Regions from separate parts of the Mus musculus genome. Here region 2 is linked to region 1. Evidence: chromatin contacts called from public HiChIP or PLAC-seq data. All regions are on one chromosome and are shown on one strand. The core of a region is the stretch at or near the end of the contact, and the rest is flanking DNA. Distances in the headings are between cores, read along the strand shown. Region 1 holds the start of Pitpnc1 (phosphatidylinositol transfer protein, cytoplasmic 1). Region 2 overlaps Prkca (protein kinase C, alpha).

The links. HiChIP or PLAC-seq counts read pairs in DNA pulled down with a chosen protein or histone mark.
Region 2: an H3K4me3 HiChIP or PLAC-seq map of embryonic stem cells shows a contact between it and region 1, with 5 times the contacts expected there. The contact joins the enhancer-like site here to the promoter of Pitpnc1 in region 1. A contact is called at or near these places in 1 of 39 promoter capture datasets (stem cell-derived epiblast-like cells), 1 of 15 datasets of contacts at CTCF or cohesin (stem cell-derived epiblast-like cells), 1 of 484 Hi-C or Micro-C datasets (embryonic stem cells) and 3 of 115 datasets of contacts at active chromatin or transcription factors (embryonic hindbrain and embryonic stem cells).

What each region holds. Positions count from the first base shown.
Region 1 is chr11:107,466,751-107,472,425 of GRCm38.p6, reverse strand. It overlaps Pitpnc1 (phosphatidylinositol transfer protein, cytoplasmic 1), which reads left to right and starts at 1,706. Exons shown (of 9, transcript NM_001359616.1): 1 at 1,706-2,535. The coding sequence starts at 2,488.
Region 2 is chr11:107,978,103-107,983,842 of GRCm38.p6, reverse strand. Prkca (protein kinase C, alpha) reads left to right here. Exons shown (of 17, transcript NM_011101.3): 11 at 2,141-2,232; 12 at 4,578-4,640; 13 at 5,471-5,609. Among named protein-coding and RNA genes, the nearest start is that of Mir7223, 16 kb to the left of the region's middle. Within about 2 kb of position 1,487, at least 71 of the 459 cell types and tissues checked have an H3K27ac peak or open chromatin away from gene starts, as enhancers often do. A contact at or near this core is called in embryonic stem cells, where this site is marked.

The DNA of each region.
Region 1 (5,675 bases), core at 457-2,956:
GTAGGAAGCCACTGTGAAGATGATTAAGTGCCATTCTGCTAAAAGGAAAAAAGAAAAAAAAATCATCTTGGGTTCTTTTTGTCTCACAAGCTTCCAATTCAACACTATCAGGTCAAATTTAATGATCTACCTTGAAGGACGGTGGTAGCCTACACCTTTAATTCCAGCACTTGGGAGGCAGAGGCAGGTAGGTAGGTCTCTGAGTTCAAGGTCAGTTTGGACTTCAAAGTGAGTTCTAGGACAACCAGGGCTAGACAGAGAAACCCTGTCTCAAAAACAAAACAAAACAAAATTTCTCAGGGTGTTTGGTTTACCTTTAATTAGCTGCTGTAAATATTTCAGAGCCAACTTTGGGAAGCATTTATCTAGAAAATAGTTTTCTTTCTTTGTCTCTCTTTCTTTCTTTCTTTCTTTCTTTCTTTCTTTCTTTCTTTCTTTCTTTACCAGAATATAAGCTATGTTTAGGGTGTCATTTTCCTAGCAGGCTGGATCATGTTCCCTGAGCTCTAAACTTGGGTCATCTGGACAACATTAGCCAGAGCCCACCCTCATTATGTTGATTAGTGACTTATTGAGCATCATTTTAACATACTATACCATTGAGGCCTGCAGAGTCTGCATTGCCCAATGCAAGCTCTATGGGTGAATGTGGGTCTCCAGAACTCACAAATGCACACACACACACACACACACACACACGTTTGTGTGAACATATGCATCTATGTTTGAGAGCCAGTGATGTTTACACATTATCCTCCTATAGGCAGTGGATGCACTTTTTTCCTCCATTTTTAGGAAAACAAGCTAAAAAAAAAAAAAAAAAAAAAAAAAAACAAACCAAAACCGAATGCCAGACAAATGAAAACCAGACTTCAGCAGTTACATGCTGCTTCCTGAGTAACTAAAGAATGTGCTTCTTGTGGTTAAAATGAGAGATCTGTTTAATATGGATGAAATACCAACACCCCGGGCATTTTTATTGACATTTCACTGTGACTTTTTGAACTTAGGAGTGCTGACACGAAAACCTATTCTTTCTGCTCTGGGAAGCCTGCAGTTGGGATTGCAGAGAGCCAGGGAGAAAGAGGTAGCAGGCAATGCTTCTCTCTCTCTCTCTCTCTCTCTCTCTCTCTCTCTGTGTGTGTGTGTGTGTGTGTGTGTGGTTGCGAGCGCGCACGCATTTTTACTCTGTTTTCACCAACACTGCTGCAGAACTCCGCCTTGAGAGCATGTTAGAAAAACCCATTCTAAAACCATCATTTCTCTTGCTCCGGCCTTGCTTACTCCATCAGAGAGAAAAAAATGTTCGCTGTGAGCATTTGTAAACACGCCCCCAGCCCCAAAGTCAAGGGGCACTAGTGCACTTTGGAAACGGTTTCCAAAGCGACTAAGTAGAGAGCCCTATGGCACCCAGGTTACATTTGAAAACAGATCCAACGTTGTAAGAGTCCAGGATAGCTTCTTTGCGATTCTCTGTTCTCTTTGCGTTAGCTGTTCTAGGTTCTGGGACAGCCCTGGCGTCTGGCAGCAGACGGGAGAGACATGCTGTTTTGTTTAAATCCTCCACATTCTTTGCCATTTCCCCATTGGCCGGATGGGGCTACCCTCCCCGCCGCGGCCGCTGCTGATGTCAGCCTCGTCGCTCTCGCTCCTCCCGCACCCACCTCCCTGCCCCAGGCACACTGCAGCTCGGCGCGGACTCTCCAGTCGCGGCGAGGTGGCTGCAAACTCACGGGCACGCACGGCGCTCTCAGAGCCGAGGGACTCGGGGGAGGGGACGCGCGCAAGCCGCTGGCAGCCAACCGCCTAGGTTGAAGACACCCGGGGCCCAGAGCAGGGCAGAGCCTTGGCGGCTGCGGCTTCCCTTTTCTCTCTCAGCTGAGCTCCGGAGAGACTCGGGGACTGGCCCTAAAAAAGAGCAGGAAATCTTGTTTACCGCCCGGGGAGAGGAGCCCATCGAGCCTTTGTTTGGAAAGTCAGCATCGCCTGCTCCCGCGGCAATGTGTTCCTGGTGACATTAACCCACGGTAGACGGGTAGGAGAAAAAGGGGGCTCGCCAGGTTCAGCTCTGCTTTCGGAGGAGGATCCAGAGGAGACTTTTGTGCGTTTGTTTGAATTTGTGGAAATCCCTTTTCCTCCTCCTTTTGCCTCTCTTGCCCGCCGCCGGGCATGTCCTGATCTGGTGGCCGCGCCTACCAGCCCGGGGCTGCTGATCCGAGCTGTCTCCCGCGGGTCTCCCTCCCTCAGTGCCTGACTTTGCAATACCGAGAGGGCTGATCTCTGCGAGGAAGGAGGCGGGGGAGTCACAGACACCGGGACCCGAAGCTTGACATGCTCCGGGGCGGACCGGAGGCAGTTAGGAGCTGAGCGCACCACCGGGGCTGCTTCGCTTGCCGGTTCCCAGCGTCTTTGCCCTCCTCTGGGCTCCAGCCTTGCTCATCTGTTGGGACGCCCCCTTCTTTCCCGAGGTCTGCGGCCGGCAGGAACATGCTGCTCAAGGAGTACCGAATCTGCATGCCGCTCACCGTGGACGAGGTAGGCACCGCGCCCGGCCTCGCCCGCTCCGGGTCCCCAGCCGCCACCACTCGGCCGGCGGGTCCACTGCGTGCGGCGGGGAAACCCTGGCGCCCAAACCTGGAGGCTGGAGGGGGAGGAGGCAGGGGATTCGCTGTTCCCACTCGTCACCCCAGCAGAGGAAAGGCGGCGTGGGGGTGGGGCGGGGGAGTCCAGGTGAGCTCTTCGGGGACATCTAGAATCAGATTCCTGGGGACCACAATGCGTCACAGGGAGCTGTTGCGCCCCCTCCCTCCAATTAAGCAAATGCACAGAGTATAAGAGCCCAAGCATGCTCTGCAGCCGGAGTATCGGGGTAACCGGCCGTGGTGGTAGCCACTGTCCCCATGTCCTCTTTACAAGGTGGGCTTGCAGGGACAAATTCCGCGCGGGTGGGATCTGCAGACCAGAGTCCCGCCTTGGGGGCATGTGGGAGGCCTGGAGAGGGTCCGTTTAGAACCCGACTTCTTGTCGCCTCCGGTCTAGGCGCTGGCTCCTGCCCAGCCGAGCATCCAGGCTCCCTCCGCGATCTGGATTGTCCTTTGCTGACCGCCTGGCTCGGAAACTTTCTGCGTGTCTCGTTCCTTCCGCGGCGGGGAGCGTGGTCTTAGGAAGAGCCCCAGTGGTGGGGCCTGCGGCGCGGCCACCGGAGGGCGCTCCAGGCCGTCAGGCCGGGCCCTCCTGGCTCTGAGTATCGGGGCTGCAGGGTGGGGGGCTCCCCGCTCAAGGGCTCGGCCTCCACGCGCAGGTCAGCTTGCATTCTTCCGATTCCTTCTCCGCCCCCCGTCCCCCCTATCCGCGAGCTCCGCCATTGAGGAAACAGTGACTCAGTGAGGGTCACTCCGGCCCGGGCTTCCTTTTCGTTCCCCTTTCTCCCCACCTCTTTGGATATTTCATAAGTGCTTTGCGTCTGTCCAGGGACACACAGCCAGAACATGAAGCCAATCAAGGCAATTTGGGAAAGACTCCTGTGGTTTGATGTGGCAACAAATGAAATCAGCGATCCACGACGTATTTGTATTTAAAACCGGTGCATTTAATCTATCAGACATGTGATCTACTCACTACTTTGTGAAAGGGGCCTTGTGCTTTTGTGTTACTCAGACTATGTCTGGCTCCCTGCCCCCCCCCCCACCTCCCAGGGTGGTGGTGGTGGGGGCAATCTTCCTTCTGCATCTGGCGCCAGTGTTAAGGTGAGACCCTAGGACAATCCAAGGTAGGATCAAAGTAGCCTGAAGTTTACAAAACACTTGACACTCTACACTGGCTGCCAAAGACCGAGAGGGATAGCTTAGCCATGCCCCTCTCCCCACCCCCAGCCTTATCAACGAGCGTTTCTGGGGTGGCAGCATTTTGAACTAGGTCTTAAATGGTAGTTAGGTGCCTTATCAATGGGGAAGCAGCATACAGCTTTGTGGAGAATGAAGAAAGGCAAATGAATGGGATTGGACGTGCACACACACACCCCTCCCTGGTGCTGGTGTTTTGTGGACATGCTGTCTTCGCACCTCTGGGACTGCTGAGCAGGACCAGGGCAACCTGGAGGTGTCCGTATGCTTCCACTTCATTTCCTGCTTTGACTGTGGTTAATAGATAGGACTGTGCCATCCTAGGGCGCCAATGGGACTCAGTCAAATATTGAGGCAGGTTCTTTCTATGTAGTCCTGGCTGTCCTACAACTCACTATCTAGCCCGGACTGGCTTCGAACTCACAGAGATCTGTCTGCTGAGTTTAAGTGTATGTCACCGGGCTCAGCCATTCTTCCATGCTAACATCTGTTCATTATCCTGGTTGGTTTCCTTCAGATACTTTGTTAAGCACAGGGCAGCATCTCCCCCCCCTCCCCCCCCCCCCCGCATTTGTTTAAGTATTCAGTGTAATAACTGCATTTGAATGGTTTAGGTGGATGGTTTTTCCTTTCTATTCTCTTTTCCCTCTCTCTCTCTCTCTCTCTCTCTCTCTCTCTCTCCCTCCCTCCCTCCCTCCCTCCCTCCCTTCCTCCCTTCCTCCCTCCCTCTCTCTCTCTCTTACTTTCTCTCTCTCTTTCTTTCTTTCTTTCTTTCTTTCTTTCTTTCTTTCTTTCTTTCTTTCTTTCTTTCTCTTTCTTTCTACAGGGTTTCTCTGTAGCCTTGACTGACCTCAAACTCAGAGATCCACCTGACTCTGCTGCCTCTCACGTGCTGGGATCAAAGGAGTGTGCTGCCACCCCTGTCTAGAATGACTTTTCTTAATCGGCCAAGGAAGCCAGGCTCTACCTATAGGATAATTATAAATCCTGCACGTGAAACCTGTTTAGACTAAAGTAAGTGCGATTCCATTTCTATGAGGTCATATTCTGATGTTTAACTTTTATTTTTATTTATTTTTTTATTATGTACTCTTTGTGGTTCTGGGGGTTGAACGTGGCCTTGAGCAGGGGAAACAACTTTCTGCCTCTGAGCTACATCCTCAGCCTGAGGTCTTATTGTGAAATTGTTCTCTGCTTTGTCAGTTTAGATTGGAGGTCTCAGATAGAAAAAAATTCTATCTGAATTTTTAAACTGTAGCTTACCCCAGAGCTTCTCCCATCCCATGGTGGTGCCCTGCTAGCTGGCCTTAATACTCAGTGCTGGGGAGTAACTAAAGTGTTTGGTAGCAGAAGGTGGTTCCTGCAGATTAAGTGGTCTCTGGTAGCTCAACATTGGCTTCAGCTTCTGGCTCCCTTTGGACTTGGTGTAACCTGTGTGGACCTTCTGGTGCTTGCTTCTGATTAACTTTGCACGTTAATTAGCACTCACTGGATTTTGCCAAGGAAGTAAATGCCCGAGTTTTGGGGAGTCCATGTCTGGTCTCTGTGTCTTTCCCTTCTCCCCTGACTCTACATGGCCTCTGGTCTCTAGTCTCTGGGGTGTAATGGCTGCTCCACTGATAAATACTAATAATCCCAGCGCTTGGGAGGTGGAGGCTGGAGAGATTTTAGAAACTTTAAGGTCATCCTCAGCTATAAAGTAAGTTTGAAGTCAGTCATGAAACTTTTTTGGTTGCTCTCCCCTCCCCCACAAAACAAGGTTAAATGCTGTATTCCAGGCTGCGCAACTAGTTAATAGCCAAGCCAGGAGGAGCGTGCTGGTAATGCTTTTGT
Region 2 (5,740 bases), core at 238-2,737, 510 kb before region 1:
AGACACTCGGGACTTTAATCCCGTTTCCTTTGGGAACAAACTCACACTGTTCAGCTTTCATTACAGCAGTGGTTACATTATGTTAGAAATAAATAGTCTAGAGATGATTGGTGTTGGTGGGCACGTGGGCATGGAATAAATACAAATACCAAACCACTTTAAATAAGGGGCCTGCACGTGGGAGGATCTGGGTGTCCATTAAGGTCCTCCAAGTGGCTGTACGTGAGAGGTCTTCTTCCTGTAGGCCCTGGGCTAAGACTTTCGCAAAGCAGTTGTGGATTCACAGCCCTGCCTTCTCTTTTTAAGCAAACCAGGCTGGCCTTGAACTCAGAGATCTGCCAGCCTCTGCCTCCCACATGCTGTGATTAAAGGTGTGTGCCACCATAGCTAGCCAGCCCTGCCTTTTACAGACAACCCCCTCCCCCATCCTGCTGCTGCCACGCCCAGCATTGGTGTGCCAGGACACTTTGTTTTCTGAGGAGCTGTCTCTGTATAATGACACAGCAGGAGGAGCAAGCTGTGACCTGTCCAGCAGCCCGAGAGCTGTGAGAAAGGTCACAAGAAATAAGCCCAGATTATAATATTTCCTCGCATATGAAATTCAAAATTTAACATTCTAAGGACAAAGCTACACCCCTCCACTTTCCTGTCACCCACAGCAGCTTCCCGACTGTGAAGGCTGTGAGGAGTTGTAAGAAACACACAAACCTTGCCCCTACAATCTGACCGTTTACAGGAAAAAGTTCTGCTGACCTTAGGCGCAAAGTAAAATGTAAAAGAAATGTTCAAACTACAAAGACACCAGCTGTGGGGCTTCCTGGTCTCCCCACACTGACATGCATTCTAAGATGCAGCGATGAGCTGAGGGGTTCCCCACCTCCAAGCCCCACTCTCCAAGCAGCCGCTGTCAGATCTCACTCCCCTGACAGCTAGTGTTACAGTCACCGTCTCATGTAAAACTTCCCTGTGATGGAAAAATGATCCGTGCTTAGGCCTCTCCTTTTAAAATCTTGGGGAACAAGATGCCTTGAGAAGCTTGGAGTCTCAAAATGGGGGATTTTTGTGGACTCGGCGTGCGCCAAGCATGCAATGTTGGCAGCGGCCGCTGTGTGTCAGCCTTGCACTGGTCATGCAGTCGGCTCCAGCCCTCTCAGAGCTCCAGAGAGAACTGGTGGGAAGGTTAGGAGGGAGAACACAATCTCAGCCCTGTTCTGTGAGCCCACGGGCACCCGTGCAGCTCTGGAAAACTGCGAAGAAACTGCGAAGAAGGAATTGAATCCAGAGCCGGGGGTTCCCATAGCCACTTCGGGGCTGTTGACACCAGCTCCGTCATCTCTCCCTCCTGGAGCTACACTTGAATGTTTAATAGCCCCGGTGTGTAAGGGGGGTTGCTTTCTAGACTCTAGCAGAGGTCAGCTCTTACCATGCTCTGTTGTGCTGCTGGTTGTCCTCCCATTAAACTGCCTGGCATAATGTCCCCATCTGTCCCAGCATAATGGCCTCATAACTATGCAGACTTACTTGGCTCCATGATATATGCTCTCCGTGGGGCCAGCTCTTAGCATACCAGTGACAGAAAATATTTAGAAAAAGGCAATATTTGAGCACATTCTGGAGGCAAAAGAACATTGATTAAAATCTCCTTTTATGGTGAACCCCTCTCTTCCACCCACTAAATATCATTACATGTGCGTAATTTATGAGTTCAATATAACCCCAAAAGATATGTTTTCAGAAGCATCCATTTACGCACCTTACTGCATTAGCCCAGCATAGCTCCTGGAAGTCGCAGGCTATCTTTTACGCATGCGCACCATTGATAACAGGGGTTAAGATGGAATGACAGGCCCCGTATAGGGTCTTCATATCACCCCTGATTGAGAGACGAACTGTCCGTACGGGGAAGTCTGTGTGGGGGAAGGGAAAGAATGTTTGAGGCCTTTACTGTAATGAGGTGCATAACTACCAGTAGGCTGACCTGTTAGCAGCGTCCGTCACCTGCAGATGTACGGATGCACATTATCCCCCACTCAGTGAAGAGCAGATCTGTCAAGGTCACCCTGTGTTTGCTAATATGAAAGCAAAGCTGATAAGCTCTGCTGGGGAGGGACCCTCCTCACGTGTAAACCTTGGTCTCCAGGACCGGCTGTACTTCGTCATGGAATACGTCAACGGCGGGGACCTCATGTACCACATTCAGCAAGTCGGGAAATTTAAGGAGCCACAAGCAGTGTGAGTAATCTTTATTAACATTTTTCTTTCTTTCTTTTTTTTTTTTTTATTTTGAGTCTTGAAATTCAAACAGCCTAATTCTCCCAACTGAGAACTCCTTCTAGATACTATGTCCAAGGGCAACTCTGCTCACTTGGGTCTCAGCTCTGAAACTTCCCAGAGTAGCAGCTGAGCCAACAGGACCTGTGCATAATAGGTATGTCTTAGGACCAGTGATTCTAGTCTCAGCAGACTGGACATACGGACGCCTGCCTCCCCATCACCTACTAACACCCGTATGGATGGAAGCCTTCCCTGCTTGCTGCTCATCCAGCAAGAGTGTAAAGTGATGAGAGGCCCTTGGGCAGCCCATGCTCTCATTAGCAAAAGCCATCCAACAGTCCTGACACATTGCTGAAACAGTGCAGGTCAACACAGGGTACCACTAACACTCCAGAGTCGGAGAGTGGGTGCAGCACAAAACTGGGGGATGCCCAACCCAGAGATGAGAGGTGCCTGCCAAGGAAAGGATATGGAGCCAAGTCCAGGGGGTGACCTTCAGCTTAGGTGACATGAGGTGGTGGGGGAGGCTGGACAAAGAAGTGCAAAGCCTGCTGGGAGGGCAGCCTATGAGGATGGCAGAGAGAAGGGCTTGATCCCACAGAAGTTCTGACAGAGCCTACTGGCTGAGACAAGAGGAAAAGTAAGGAAGGGGCCGGTGCAAGGGGACCCCTGGGAACCACGGCAGGGAAGAAAAAAATTGAGCTGAAAGTAGGTCTTTATTTACAAGGAACATTCTGGAAGAGGAAAAGCCAAAGTGCAAGAGAAGGAAAACCTCTTTAAAGTGACATCACAGGCCAGGGGGAGGACACTGTCCAGGAGGAGGGAAGCTTGTCCTCGAACATCACACTGGGATTGCACCTTCCTTGTGGGAATGCAGGAGCAGAGAGCAGGCAGGAACCTGAGGAGTTAGCCATCCACGGGGTGGGGGTGGGGCACGGGTACCTGCGCTCTTTCCCATCTCCTGGGATCCAGAAAGTCTGCAACTTAAATAGAAGCAAACTGAGCAGAGAGCTCTTTTCCAGACCTAGACGCAGAGGCACAGTGCGCCTGCGCCCATTAGTCAAGTCAGCAAATGGAAACGGGACCCAGGCTCATGCGTGGCCTGAAACATAAATCACGGGAACCCAGAGCCTGTGTGGGATAATCTGCACCATAAAGATTAGCTGGACGAAGATAGGGAGCCCCTTAGGTAAAGGCTTTAAAAAATATAAAGGGGGATTTTTCCTTTTATTTCTACTAAGAAGCAAGTGTATTTCTTTTAGAAACACCGGCCCTTACCCACCCACCTCATTGTATCAGAGTACTGAGATGCTCAGATTGTAAAATAAAGCTGAATAGCCCAAAGCCAGAAGAAAATTAAAGGTGGCAGAGTGGCCATCTTATGTCACAAAGATGGTGCCTCTCCTGAGGCCCTTTCGTATCTGTACTGCAGAAAAGTTAAAAATAAAGGAAACAAGGAAAATAACATGAAAATCACCCACGGTCCTACTCCCCCTCTGCCCCCTACATCCTCCCCCCCACACACCTCCCAGCCCTACCCTGGCCTCCCTGCCAGCCCTCACTAAGCCTCTTCTCTTCGGCTCTCCTCCACTCTGCAGCTACGGTGCTTATTTTAAGCCTCCCGGGTGTATTCACCCAGGCGTGGACTTGTGGCTCCTTGGACTTCAAAGGCTCCCCAGTGCTATGCAAATTTTAAAACATCATTCTGCATTTAATCCGAGCTCCAGATATTAACCTATTAACGATTTTGTAGTGATGGTAATGACTGTTTTTATTATGAATTATTTAAAAGGGCAAACTCGGGCATGAATCATGGAGCGTGTCCCATTTATTCCGTCCGGCACTTCAGAGAATGAATAAAGCAAGCAGCTAGAGCGTACAGCGCACCCGAGGCCTTGTCTTCCGGGAGCGGTTACACTCTCAAACCGCAAACTGCTTCGTCTGTGTGTCGGAGAAAAGCGACCCTTCCCCTCAACTACCCTCCTGACACAGGGGGGTCTCACCAGTGTTCATTCCTTACGTCTTTATATTAGGAATTATTTTGTAGGGAATAAGTGAGCTCCTCACTTCCCCCAGAAACAAAAAAATAAGCTTTTATAACTGGAGAAATGAAGAGGCAGGTGCAGATGCAGAGCCAGCTGTGGAAAGCACGTGAAGGGTGATCTCAGAGAGCGTTAGGATCTCTCTGTCTCTCTCTGTCTCTGTCTCTGTCTCTGTCTCTGTCTCTCTCTCTCTCTCTCTCTCTCTCTCATCCCTCCGATGCCCCAGCAGCATGAGTGTCTGAAGCACACTTTGTTTTGCAGATTCTACGCAGCCGAGATCTCCATCGGACTGTTCTTCCTTCATAAAAGAGGGATCATTTACAGGTGAGTCTCGGAGCTCTTCCTGCTGCAGAAAGGGAGGGGAGGTTTGGGGAGCCCCTGTGGGAGATCCTGTGGTGCAGAGTCCAGAGTCCTGAGAACACAGACCTGCTGAGACCCACCTGCTCCTGCGGCCACAGGGCAAACCAGAGCCACTGCTTTGCTTGGAGGCTCAGAGGTGTTACATGTCTCCTTCCTGCGGTCCACGTTCCCTGCTCTGCTGGCAGTGCCTCCTCTGCCTTTTATCTGAGCAGAGGTGGAGGTCAGAGAGCAGCAGAAACTAGATAGCCAGTCTAGGATCACAGCAGGCAAAGGAGCTGGGAGGGAGGGAAACGGGGGGGGGGGGGGGACTACTGGATCAAGTACACTGGAGTTCACTGCTGTGAAAGTCTGCTACCAAAAAAGAAAAAGTATCTTGAATAATTAAAAAGACACTGGCTCAGGCAGGTTAGAGAGACATGGAAGGTAGCTCTAAACCTGTCATTTGGGATACCTGTCTGTCTGTCTGTCTGTGTTCCCACTTCTGTGTCAAATATTAATAAATAAAATGCCTGGCATCTCCCCAAACCTGGTCATTTGGAATCCCTGGATGTATAGCCACAGACCCGATTGGGAAATCAATAATTCATTTGGCATTTAAATATCTATCATATCCCAGGGTCTCCATCGGGCTCTGGAGAAAGAAAGACATGGTACTTCCTTGGCCCCTCGTCTCCAGGTCTTAGCATGTGAGTGTCACTGAGACAAGCTAGGCAAACGTCCTGATATGTCATCAGCTGCAAGCAAATCAAGTCATGTCGTGGCTCGGCCTCTGACACTCACCTGCTCCCTTGCAGGGATCTGAAGCTGGACAATGTCATGCTGGACTCAGAAGGGCACATCAAAATCGCCGACTTTGGGATGTGCAAGGAACACATGATGGATGGAGTCACGACCAGGACCTTCTGTGGGACTCCGGACTACATTGCCCCAGAGGTAAGAGTACCAGTCATTGCTGCCAACCTACAAACATACACCCTGCAAAACACACAAGGTCATGTGTGGGTCACGATCGCTGTGTCAAGCAAAGTAGACAAAAGACACTCAAATAGGAAAAAGAAATGGAA